Regions from separate parts of the Mus musculus genome. Here region 1 is linked to region 2. Evidence: chromatin contacts called from public HiChIP or PLAC-seq data. All regions are on one chromosome and are shown on one strand. Each heading gives the region's core, a stretch centred on a gene start, on an enhancer-like site or on the middle of the called end of the contact. The rest is flanking DNA. Distances are from core to core; before and after follow the strand shown. Region 1 overlaps Tet2 (tet methylcytosine dioxygenase 2). Region 2 overlaps Ppa2 (pyrophosphatase (inorganic) 2).

The links. HiChIP or PLAC-seq counts read pairs in DNA pulled down with a chosen protein or histone mark.
Region 1: a contact with region 2 is called in a BATF HiChIP or PLAC-seq map of CD8 T cells, with 13 read pairs. The contact joins two enhancer-like sites. A contact is called at or near these places in 4 of 484 Hi-C or Micro-C datasets (CD8 T cells, Th1 cells, cardiomyocytes and 1 more), 9 of 115 datasets of contacts at active chromatin or transcription factors (CD8 T cells, effector CD8 T cells, embryonic stem cells and 3 more) and 2 of 9 other capture datasets (adipose tissue and liver).

The regions. Positions count from the first base shown.
Region 1 is chr3:133,513,791-133,518,696 of GRCm38.p6, forward strand. It overlaps Tet2 (tet methylcytosine dioxygenase 2), which reads right to left. Exons shown (of 11, transcript NM_001040400.2): 2 at 239-383. Among named protein-coding and RNA genes, the nearest start is that of Tet2, 28 kb to the right of the region's middle. Within about 2 kb of position 1,686, at least 42 of the 459 cell types and tissues checked have an H3K27ac peak or open chromatin away from gene starts, as enhancers often do. A contact at or near this core is called in CD8 T cells, Th1 cells and thymic regulatory T cells, where this site is marked.
Region 2 is chr3:133,330,923-133,336,212 of GRCm38.p6, forward strand. All of the region lies in intron 5 of Ppa2 (pyrophosphatase (inorganic) 2), which reads left to right. Among named protein-coding and RNA genes, the nearest start is that of Ppa2, 23 kb to the left of the region's middle. Within about 2 kb of position 1,514, at least 76 of the 459 cell types and tissues checked have an H3K27ac peak or open chromatin away from gene starts, as enhancers often do. A contact at or near this core is called in CD8 T cells, Th1 cells and thymic regulatory T cells, where this site is marked.

The sequences.
Region 1 (4,906 bases), core at 436-2,935, 180 kb after region 2:
AGAAAGATTCAGACATTGAGAATCTGATAAGAACCCTCTATAAAAATAACAATCCAGAAAAATAGAGATATGTATAAAATCATGCAAATTAGAGATTTATCTTAAAAATCTAACCCTTGTTACTGTTGTAATTCCCAGTGTGACCTGTAATTGAAGACAGAGACGATAGTATGTATGTAACTGCAGACAACTTTGAACATGCAAGCCAAGCACCCATCATGAGCCCTGCCTCACTTACCAGCAGCACCGTCCCTCACTGCTCCTCCTGGATCATGTCCTGTTGACCGTGAGGGAGCCCATCTCCTGCTTCCAAGCACCGTAGCGGAACAGGAACAAGGAACATGAAGAGTCTTGGGAGGGCAAGCTGCTGAATGTATACCAGCCTAGAGAAGACAGAGTTTGCAAATAAGATCAGGGCATCTATACTTATTCCTAAAGGTACACTCTGCTGTTCTAATTACATGGCTGAGTGTTTAAAAAAAAATTAAGGTTAAAACATTTTTGTCAAAGCAGTAACACCTTCAAATGTCCCAATAAAAATCCCGTCTGTGTGGAGCACTTTGCGACACGCAAGAACCAACAAGTCAATCCTGGCGATGGTCAAGTAGGTTCCATACAGTTCCACTGGCGTCCTTATTTTATCTGTTGGGCTCAGTGCCCGAAGACTGGGCTGTCAGAGCAGCATCTCGGTGCTAGGATGAGCCCTTCACCCGGACTCTGATCTGAAGTCTCTGGTAGGACTTTGTCCCCAATGATTCTATGGAAGGCAGAGTTGAAGACCAGTCATTTAAGCCTTAGTAATTACTGAATGGAGCGCGAGGTTAACTCTGTATACACCATGAGACGGCAGTGTGCGGCTGCTAAGGAAAGAAGGCCTGGTGGTCCCTCTGCTCTGAAGCGTTCATTTTCTCTAATACTCATTTTCAAATAAAGATTTGGATTTATTTATCTTATGTATATAAGTACACTGCAGCTGTACAGATGGTTCTGAGCCACCATGTGATTGCTGGGAATTGAACTCGGGACCTCTGCTTGCTCCGGCCCTGTGATTTATTGATTATTATATATCTAAGTACACTGTAGCTGTCTTCTGACACACCAGAAGAGGGCGTCAGACCTCATTATGGATGGTTGTGAGCCACCATGTGGTTGCTGGGATTTGAACTCAGGACCTTCGGAAGAGCAGTCAGTGCTCTTAACTGCTGAGCCATCTCTCCAGCCCATCTAATATGCATTCTTAAAAGATTACCTGAAAAGAAAAATACACTGAAAACAACAGAACCTACTCCACCAAAGACACAGTGAAAGTCTTGAGTGTTAGAAAATTTAGAGTTCTACGGTAGGGTGGAGTTACTTGAGAGAGAAATGGGGCTCCCAGTCTTCTACAACCTTTCCAACACGTGTTGTGGTACATTCTTTTAATTATATTCACCCTCATGAGTGGTGAATGGTGAAAAGTGCTCTGAATAATGAAGGGTAAGACATTCAGTACTATATAGCTATGCATGGGGTGATTGAGTGTGAAAACAAGTAGTCTGAAATTGAGTCTGAATCGAAAGGAAATGACTAGCTGGGGAACTTCTAATAATACATAAACACCAAGTTCAGTGACATCCTAGGTGTGTAGAGAAAAAAGAATGACTCAGTGACAGTAACAAAGCTTTGGGTTTGAGTGACAGGATCGGTGGTGACATCACCAAATAAATGCATCATGGTTCCGGAAAGGAGAGCTGAGAGAAGACACAGACTTCATCTTAACACACTTGGGGATATCTAGGAATTTCCAATAAATAAAGATGGAATTTAGGATCTTTCTCTCTTCTCTTTCCCTCGCTACCTTAACCCCATTCTCCACCCCCCACCCCCTATTTTCAAAGAAATTTGGGTAGGATCATGTGATGGTTTGTATATGCTCAGCACAGGGAGTGGCACTATTAGAAGGTAAGGCCCTATTGGAGTAGGTGCGGCCTTGTTAGAATAGGCGTGTCGCTGTGGGTGAGGACTTTAAGACCCGAATCCTAGTTTCCTGGAAGTGATTATTCTGCTAGCAGCCTTCAGATAAAAATGTAGAACTCTCAGCTCTTCCTGCACCATGCTTGCCTGGATCCTGCCATGCTCCCACCTTGGTGATAATGGGTTGAACCCTGAACCTGTAAGCAGTCCCAATTAAATGTTGTCCTTATAAGAGTTGCCATGGTCATGGTGTCTGTTCACAGCAGTAAAACCCTAACTAAGACAGATTAAAAGAGGGTCATTGTCATTTCCTGACACACTTACTTGAGATCTCTCCAGCTGAGTTCAGCCACTTACAGACAGAACACGAAAGAAGGCAAGGGGGATTCTGCCTTCTTGTTTTTTTGTTTAAAATTTAAAATAGTAAAACTATACTAAATATTACCAGGCCTCCAATTGTAAACTTCTTGAGGTGGAATACTTCTTTGTACACCATGGGGCTCTGGTGCCCTCTACTCTCAGATGGACGGAAGAGCGTGTTCAAAGAGTCTTCCCTCTAAGGCCTGGCACAGGTTCAGGAGTCCTAGAGGGCCGAGTGTTGCTACAGCTTGTTATCTGGTTGGCTGGGATTCCAGCTGGCAAACTGTCAAAGAGAGCTATGAGGTTCCAGTTTTCCATGCCCCAAACAATGTCTCAGCACACAACTTACACGGCTAACAACGGAACTACTAGCAACTGTATTCTATAACGTGCAATTGTTCTGAAACTAATGTAGTTCCTAGACAGATTTTTCTCCTTGAATTGAAATCTACTCTAATTTTATTCTTATTAGTTATTCGCTGTTTTAAAAACAGATTTTCTAGGAGATAAAATTTTAAATAAGTTAAAAAGCTATGATCAAACCAGCGTTTTAAAACAGATTTTCTGCTATATTTTCTAAAAGGTAAAATTAAAATAGTAAATTAAAAAGCTATGATCTACTGAAGGCCTTTGGACTCATTTAGGTTCAACACAGTGTCTCCTGTAGGTAGGTGGCAGAGTCCCAGAGCCTCTACTAGGATCAACCATGTTATTGTGTCAGAGCCTATTTCAAACCTTACAAGTGCATTTTCTTTCCTTTCTTCCTTTTTCTTATGTATGGGAGGTGTGTGTGCACGTGCGTGTGTGTGTGTGTGTGTGTGTGTGTGTGTGTATGTGTGTGTGTGTGTATATACACATCAACCTTCATTGCTCTCCATGCAGTGAAGCAGGATCTCCCACTGAACCAGCAGCTCTGCAAATCTAGCTAGCCAGCTTGCCCTGAGGATCCCTGCGTCTCCGGTGCTGGAATTCCAGGAAGCTTCTAGCTTTTATATGGATTTGGGGAGTCCTCCCACTTGTGCAGTAAGCATTTCATCCACCAAGCCATGTCTCCAGCCAAAGCAGGCCTTTAACAAAGAAAAAGAAATCTCTAAAAGCCAGTCACTCAAACTATACATACATACAAGTAATGTACACTGTGAATAACATCTTTCTATTGAAATTCTTTATTATTTTATTTTAAGGCACTGCCTCATTCTATATCCCAGGCTGGCCTGGAACTTACTATGCGGGTCAGGCTTGCCTTGATCGCCCTTCTTCAGCCTCCTGAGTACTGGGATTCCCAACATAAGCCACCATGTCCAGGGACAAAGTCATCCTTGGCCAGTACTTGGATCCATGGCTAGCCAAAGTCATGAAGGCTCCACATTCCGCCCGTTGGGTCTGGCCCTTCTGAGCGGCCCAGCATGGCCTGTTTCCTTCCTCTGCAGATGCTGTCTCTGCCTGCTGGGATCCTCCAGGTCTAAATAGGGTCAGAGTAGAGTACACTGCCCAGCAGGTTACTGACCTCAGCAGGGTGTGTCCACAAAATGGCTCTCCCCTTCCACACACACCCAGAGCTAGCAAATGACCTCAGCTGCCCAGTTCTCAGAAGAAAACGCTATTTCAGAATCGCAGCAACTTGGCAGCAATGGCTCTTTCCTTATTAATGCTTTGAAAATGATTACACCGAGAACAACTGCTTTAAAGCAAAGCCATGAGAAGAAAACTGAGGAAGATCTCGTATTATTTCTGCTCTCATTCCTCCTAACTTATACAAAGTGTGCCTCTGAAGGAAGAATTCAGCAGGAATTTGCATAACAAATTTCAGCAAAATAAAAACAAGTGTGCCCCACCTACATCCTTTCTTGTCAAGTCTTTGAAGACCTGAAATCCCAAACAAATCTGAAATATTAGCCAGCATTGAAGATAGTGTGACCATCACTGCACTGCACTGAGAGATAAACAGGAGCCAGGCAGAATGTCAGAAAGACCTATAGCATCTTCTCTATGAAAAGAGGAGACATAAGTCAATTTACATACTTGCCAGAAACAAACAAAAACAGGTTGTGAAGAAAAAGTTATAGTGGGTATGTTTAAAAATAAAGATAGCATACCCGAATCCCATGCACCCACCGGAAGAAGATGAAGAAAAATGCAGCCGAAGGCCAGGTGCAGTTCCTCGAGCTTCTGTTATCTCAGCAGGCAGGAAGCTGAAGCAGGAAGGTCGCCTGCCCAGTTCCAAAACTCATCAACCATACAAAAGGAAAGCATGCGGAAGTTTCTGAGTCTGACCTAAAAGCATTTGACACTCTGACACTGGCCAGCAACTGACCTCCTTGGTCAAAATCTGGGCCAATGGCAGGTGTGTCTAAACATTGAAAGCCAGCAAAAGATATGGTGTACTTTACATCCACAAAATAAAAAAGAAAACTTTGTACAATGGAGGTGCCATTGTGATATCCAGACATCTTGAGGATTCTCTCTGACAATCCCATATAAAGACAAAGGGAAGAAGCTAGGAATGAAGGACACCTTTAACCCAGCACTAAGGAGAAAATGGCAGGCGGATCTCTATGAATTCAAGGCCAGCCTGGTCTACAGAACAAGTTCC
Region 2 (5,290 bases), core at 264-2,763:
GTTCTGACTGGAAGGCCATGAGGTGGAAGCCAGCGTATGCCAGGGCCTTGTTCTGCCTCTGTAGAGCTACGCCGCCATTTCTGGCCCTTCCTACCTATCTGTCAAGTTCTTCACTCTCTGAAGTAGCAATTCTTCCTGATTGTGTACTGAGTGAATCTCTACATGTCGGAGCCAAACTCTGGGTTACAAAGACCTAAAAAACGCGTTTTTTTGTTTTGTTTTTTTTTCTTGTTATAAACTCCACTCTGTCATCAGCTGTGTAGAAATGTAATGTTTGTATTTCTATGTATTAATTTTTAATTACATGAAAATGTACGTGGGGGACCCTGGAGGAAGTAGGGACAGCTGAGAAAAACAGATGCCGGGTTAGGATAAACAGTCCTGAGAAAAGGAAGAGCAACATTGTTCTCCAGAGAGCCAGCCTCCCTTTGATGCAGCCAGACCACCCGCGTGGATGCAGGCTTGGGTAAAACTGGCACTCTGGAAATGGTGATTAGAAATGAGAGTGTTCAAGCCATGAGGGCACCCGCCTCGACTTCTTGGGTTTCTAAGTAGATGGTTCTCTTGGACCGAAGGGCGAGAGGTTGAAAACAGCTTAGGGGATTGTAGGAGAGGAGACCACATGGCTGAAAGGGGGGGAGGGGGGCAGAGAAGCTACTGATGAGCAGCAAAAACAGAGATAGGCAAAGCTGAGCAGTTCAGGAATAAGCTAATATCCATCGCTGAGCTGCTTCCTAGGGGTGATGTGCTAGGACACGGATGTGCACAGATGAGAGTCAGGCACGAGGTTCAGCAGAGTGATGGATGACTGAGCAGTGAGCTCGAGAGCCTGGCTGTCACACCACAGCCAGCAGTGTGACCTTGAACAAGATGCTCCACCTGTAAAGTGGAGACCGTGAATATCTACCCCCCGTGGCTGTGCTGAGGTACACGCAAGACTGTTTCATTAGACATGTGTGATGGACAGCGTTCCATGACCACTAGCAATTTTTCTGTCTGGAGGATTAGTGCTCAGTATAGAAGTTTCTTCCTAATGCTGCGACCCTTTAATACAGTTCCTAATGTTGTGGTCATTGCTACATCATGACTGTAAGTTTGCTACTATTTGGAATTGTAATGTAAATATCTGTTATGCAGGACATCTGATATGTGACACCTGTGGGGGTCGAAATCCACAGGTTGAGAACCTCTGGCTTTGTATCATTTCTTCCTTTTCCAAAGTTATTTACAGTTTGATTAGAGCCATTGACCACTAAGTCAGTGGTTACAATGTAGCGTGACGAGTGCCACTCACTAGCTTACTGATTCTGTCATTTTATTTCATTCAGAAAATAATAAGGCAAAGCTGGGTGTGGCAGCCCTGTCCCTGTCATTCCAGCGCCTGGGAGGCTGAGGCAAGAGGGTTACTGCCAGTTGGAAGCTGGCCTAGGTTATTTATACCAAGACCTGGTCTCAGCCCTATCCCGCCCCTCAAAAAGTTTAGCAAACTAACAAAACGCAGATCTACTAGTGAGACAGGAAGGGGTGCCAGATCATGACTGAAAACGAAAGGAGGATCTTTCTGTGGTTTTCTATTTAAAGACCAGGTGCCTCTTTTTCTTTTTCTTTCTTTTTTTTTTTTATACTGCTCTGGGTGTGTCTGAATTTTCAGGGTGTTCTTATCTGCCCTGCTTTGATTCTGTGACGTACAGTTGCCCTTTCCTGATTCAACTAAGCTGAACTGGACCTGTCTCTTAATTTTCTGTATGCTGTGCATTAACTAAGTTTCATGCTTCATCCTACATCCAAAATAATGTCTCAAAAATAAAGATCTGGCCAGGCGTGGTGGCACACACCTTTAATCCCAGCGCTTGGGAGGCCTAGGCAGGTAGTTCTCTGTAAGTTTGAGGGCAGCCTGGTCTACATAGAGAGCTCTAGGACAGCCAAGACTACACAGAGAGACCATCTCTACAGCAGAAAGGTCTGGTGATGTTTTTCCATGCGAGAACCTTTCTCTGGTTTCTTATTGGTAAGAGGATAAAGTCTGAAACTCTTAACCTGTCCCTTGCCCTACCTGACTGTCCCGTAGTCAGGGTTTCTATTCCTGCACAAACATCGTGACCAAGAAGCAGTAGGGGAGGAAAGGGTTTATTCGGCTTACACTTCCATACTGCTGTTCATCACTAAAGGAAGTCAGGACTGGAACTCAAGCAGGTCATAAAACAGGAGCTGATGCAGAGGCCATGGAGGGATGTTCTTTACTGGCTTGCTTCCCCTGGCTTACTCAGCCTGCTTTCTTATAGAACCCAAGACTACCAGCCCAGAGATGGCCCCACCCACAAGGGGCCTTTCCCCCTTGATCACTAATTGAGAAAATGCCTTACAGCTGGATCTCATGGAGGCATTTCCTCAACTGAAGCTCCTTTCTCTGTGATAACCCTAGCCTGTGTCAAGTTGACACAAAACCAGCCAGAAAACTGACTCTCCCCATGGCTCACTGGAAGACTCCCCCTTTTCTCTACTTCTTCTCCCGGAGACTGCCCAGCGTTGTAATCTCCAGGCCTCCACAGTACCTCTTCATTCAGCACACACTCCCTGGGGCTTCATACTTGCCAGAGCGTTCCTACCGGATGAGAAGCCAAGATCAAAGTCATGAAATTCTTTGGGAATTTTTAATCCACACGAAAAGTCAGACAGTCAACAGAGTGAAATGGCAGATGGGAAAAATATGAAAGAAGGTGCTGGAGAGATGGCTCAGCGGTTCAGAACACTGGCTGCTTCCAGGAGACTCAGAGTCAATTCTCAGCAACCACACGGTGACTCACAACCATCTGTAACTCCCAAGTCTCAGGGGGTCCAGACCCCTCTTATGATCTCCTGGGACACCAGCCACACTTACATATGTGTAGACTAAACACTCCTACACATAAATAAACAACATTAATCTTGAAGAAAGAATGTAAGAGAAGAGTAGAGCAGGGGATTGGGCTGTGGGGGTGTCAGGGGTGTTTCCATTCAGACAGCAAGAAGATCCCATGACTTGGCATTGTCTGAAAAAAGACCTCAGAGAAACAAGGGAGGAGGTAGGGCAGGCATTCAGAGGCGAGGCACCGTAGTGGTACGCAGTGCCCGGGAGGGGTATGAGCGAGTACACAGTGAGCTAAGAGGGGGCTGGACGTGAAGGAGAGAAGCGAGCACGTCTGTCCTTGCTTCCATACTATCTTCTAAACCCAGACTGACCTCAGCCTGAGCACCCACATCCATGTGCAGCTTCACTAAAGATGTCAGGTTCTCTCCCACATAAGCATCACTGAATGGAACAGTTTTTAGACCTGAAATTACAGAGACTGCTCATGGCAAGGCACAATCCCATGTAATTTTTGTATGATTATTGCTCAGACAGCTTTTAGAATGAGAGCCAAATACTGGCCCCTTTAGGATGCCGTTTCATCGCTCCTCTGCACCTTCTGCCTTTTCTTCCCTCTTCCTCATTCCCCTGCCCACCCTCCAGCTGACTCCCTTTTCCGTTTTCATCCCCACGGCCTTATTTCTGGACTACGCCTTTCCAATGTGCACACAGGTCACTGGCTGGAATGTTTGCTCTGGGCCAAGTCTTTGTGATGTCTCTCAAGTCTCCTGTAAATCTTTTCACCCTGACCCTTGAACTGTTATGACTACTCCTGTGTGTTACTCCCCATTTCTCTAAATATCCACCACATTATAACTGACTATGATTTGTTCTGTTTACTGTCAGTTTCTTGACGTTAGAATACAGGTGTCATTAGCTCAGGGTTGTCCTGTTGGTAGGTAGTTTCAAGGGGCCAGTTTGCTTCTTGGCTCACTGAATTGGTGATCAGTTTTTTTGTGTGTGCTTGTCTGGTGAGGCTGGCCAGGTGCAAGGATAACAGGACTGTCGCTCTGTGCACAGCAGTGAACAGCTCGGAGGATGGCTAAGTCAACAACTTCATGGAGGATGTGCTTGCTTCATAGACACACACAGATGGATATCAAGTCTACTTGGTTGCCCACATTTTTGTCTTGGTCGAGCAGGAAGTTCACTGAGAAGAGTCACCAAGCCAACTGCTTGGAAGGACATGTGAGCAGCAGAACACTAGAAATCTTAATGATGAGCTTGTGACCCATCGCTATGATATCATTTTCTTAGGCTTTCTGGCTGTCTTCTCTCCCGAGCAAAGCTTTCCTCTGACCACGACTCTGCCTCCAGGGCACTTGCCTTCAACTTAATTTTACCCATGGTTATGAGGGTTGCTCCAGCGTTCCCTTTATCTGAGTGCATATTTAGAACCCTTGTCTGGAGAATAGTAAAGATTCAGTTTCACTTTAAAGCCTTCAGGCTGAATACAGTGTTGACATGTTTCTTATTTTTAACTTCCTTATCAATTTGAGTCATTGACTACAAATAGTAGATGTTGTTATTTGTTGGATTTAGAGCCTGAGACAGGAGACTTAACTCTCTCTAGGTCTGTGTATTCATCTGATCATGAGTCCTACACAGAAAGCTGTTGTAATAGGATGATGTGCTCTGGGCAGGGCTAAGCCTGTTAGCTAGCTCAGCAGTGCAGCTGTTGCCTCTGGTGTTAGCTGCTGCTGCTAAAGTTGACAGACTCTATCCAGGTGAAGCTCGGGGTTGGGGTGGGGGCTGGAGGGGGTACAGACAGGGCTGTGTAGCTCCCAGTCTCTCTAATTTGGTGTTGGGGACCTAGATGATCAACAAGAATCTCTCAACACCACCTGTGTGCTGGTGGGGTTTTTTTTTTTTTTTTCTTTTTTAATGATTTTCAAAGAGGCCTAAGGGCCAGAACATGGTGGTTACAAGCATATTGGTTAATATAGATTGTAAGGCAATGACCCCCAGTTCCTGTAAAAAGCTAGGATTTGTTTAAGTCATGTCAATATGTATTCCGGTTCCATGTTCATAGATTTATTCTCATTTCTTAAGAGGTTGTTTGTGGCTCTTCGTTATGTTCTCTTGGTTCCATGCTAAGACTTTTTTATTTTTTAGATTATCTACTGGGTACACACTTATGAATTAAGTTGTGGGTTATATACCCATTCAGGTTTGCTAAACATTCTCAAATGACTCATACATTCTAACCAGCATTATATAACATAGGTTCCAGGTGACCTGTGTCCTACTATTTTGGGTTAACAGATCTCTAAATTCTTCAAAATAGTGTTTGGAAATAGTGTTTGAATGCAGTTTAATTTGTGGTTCTCAGATCAATTACTTTTCTTTTTTTAAAAATTACTTATTTTATGTATATAAGTACACTGTCGCTGTCTTCAGACA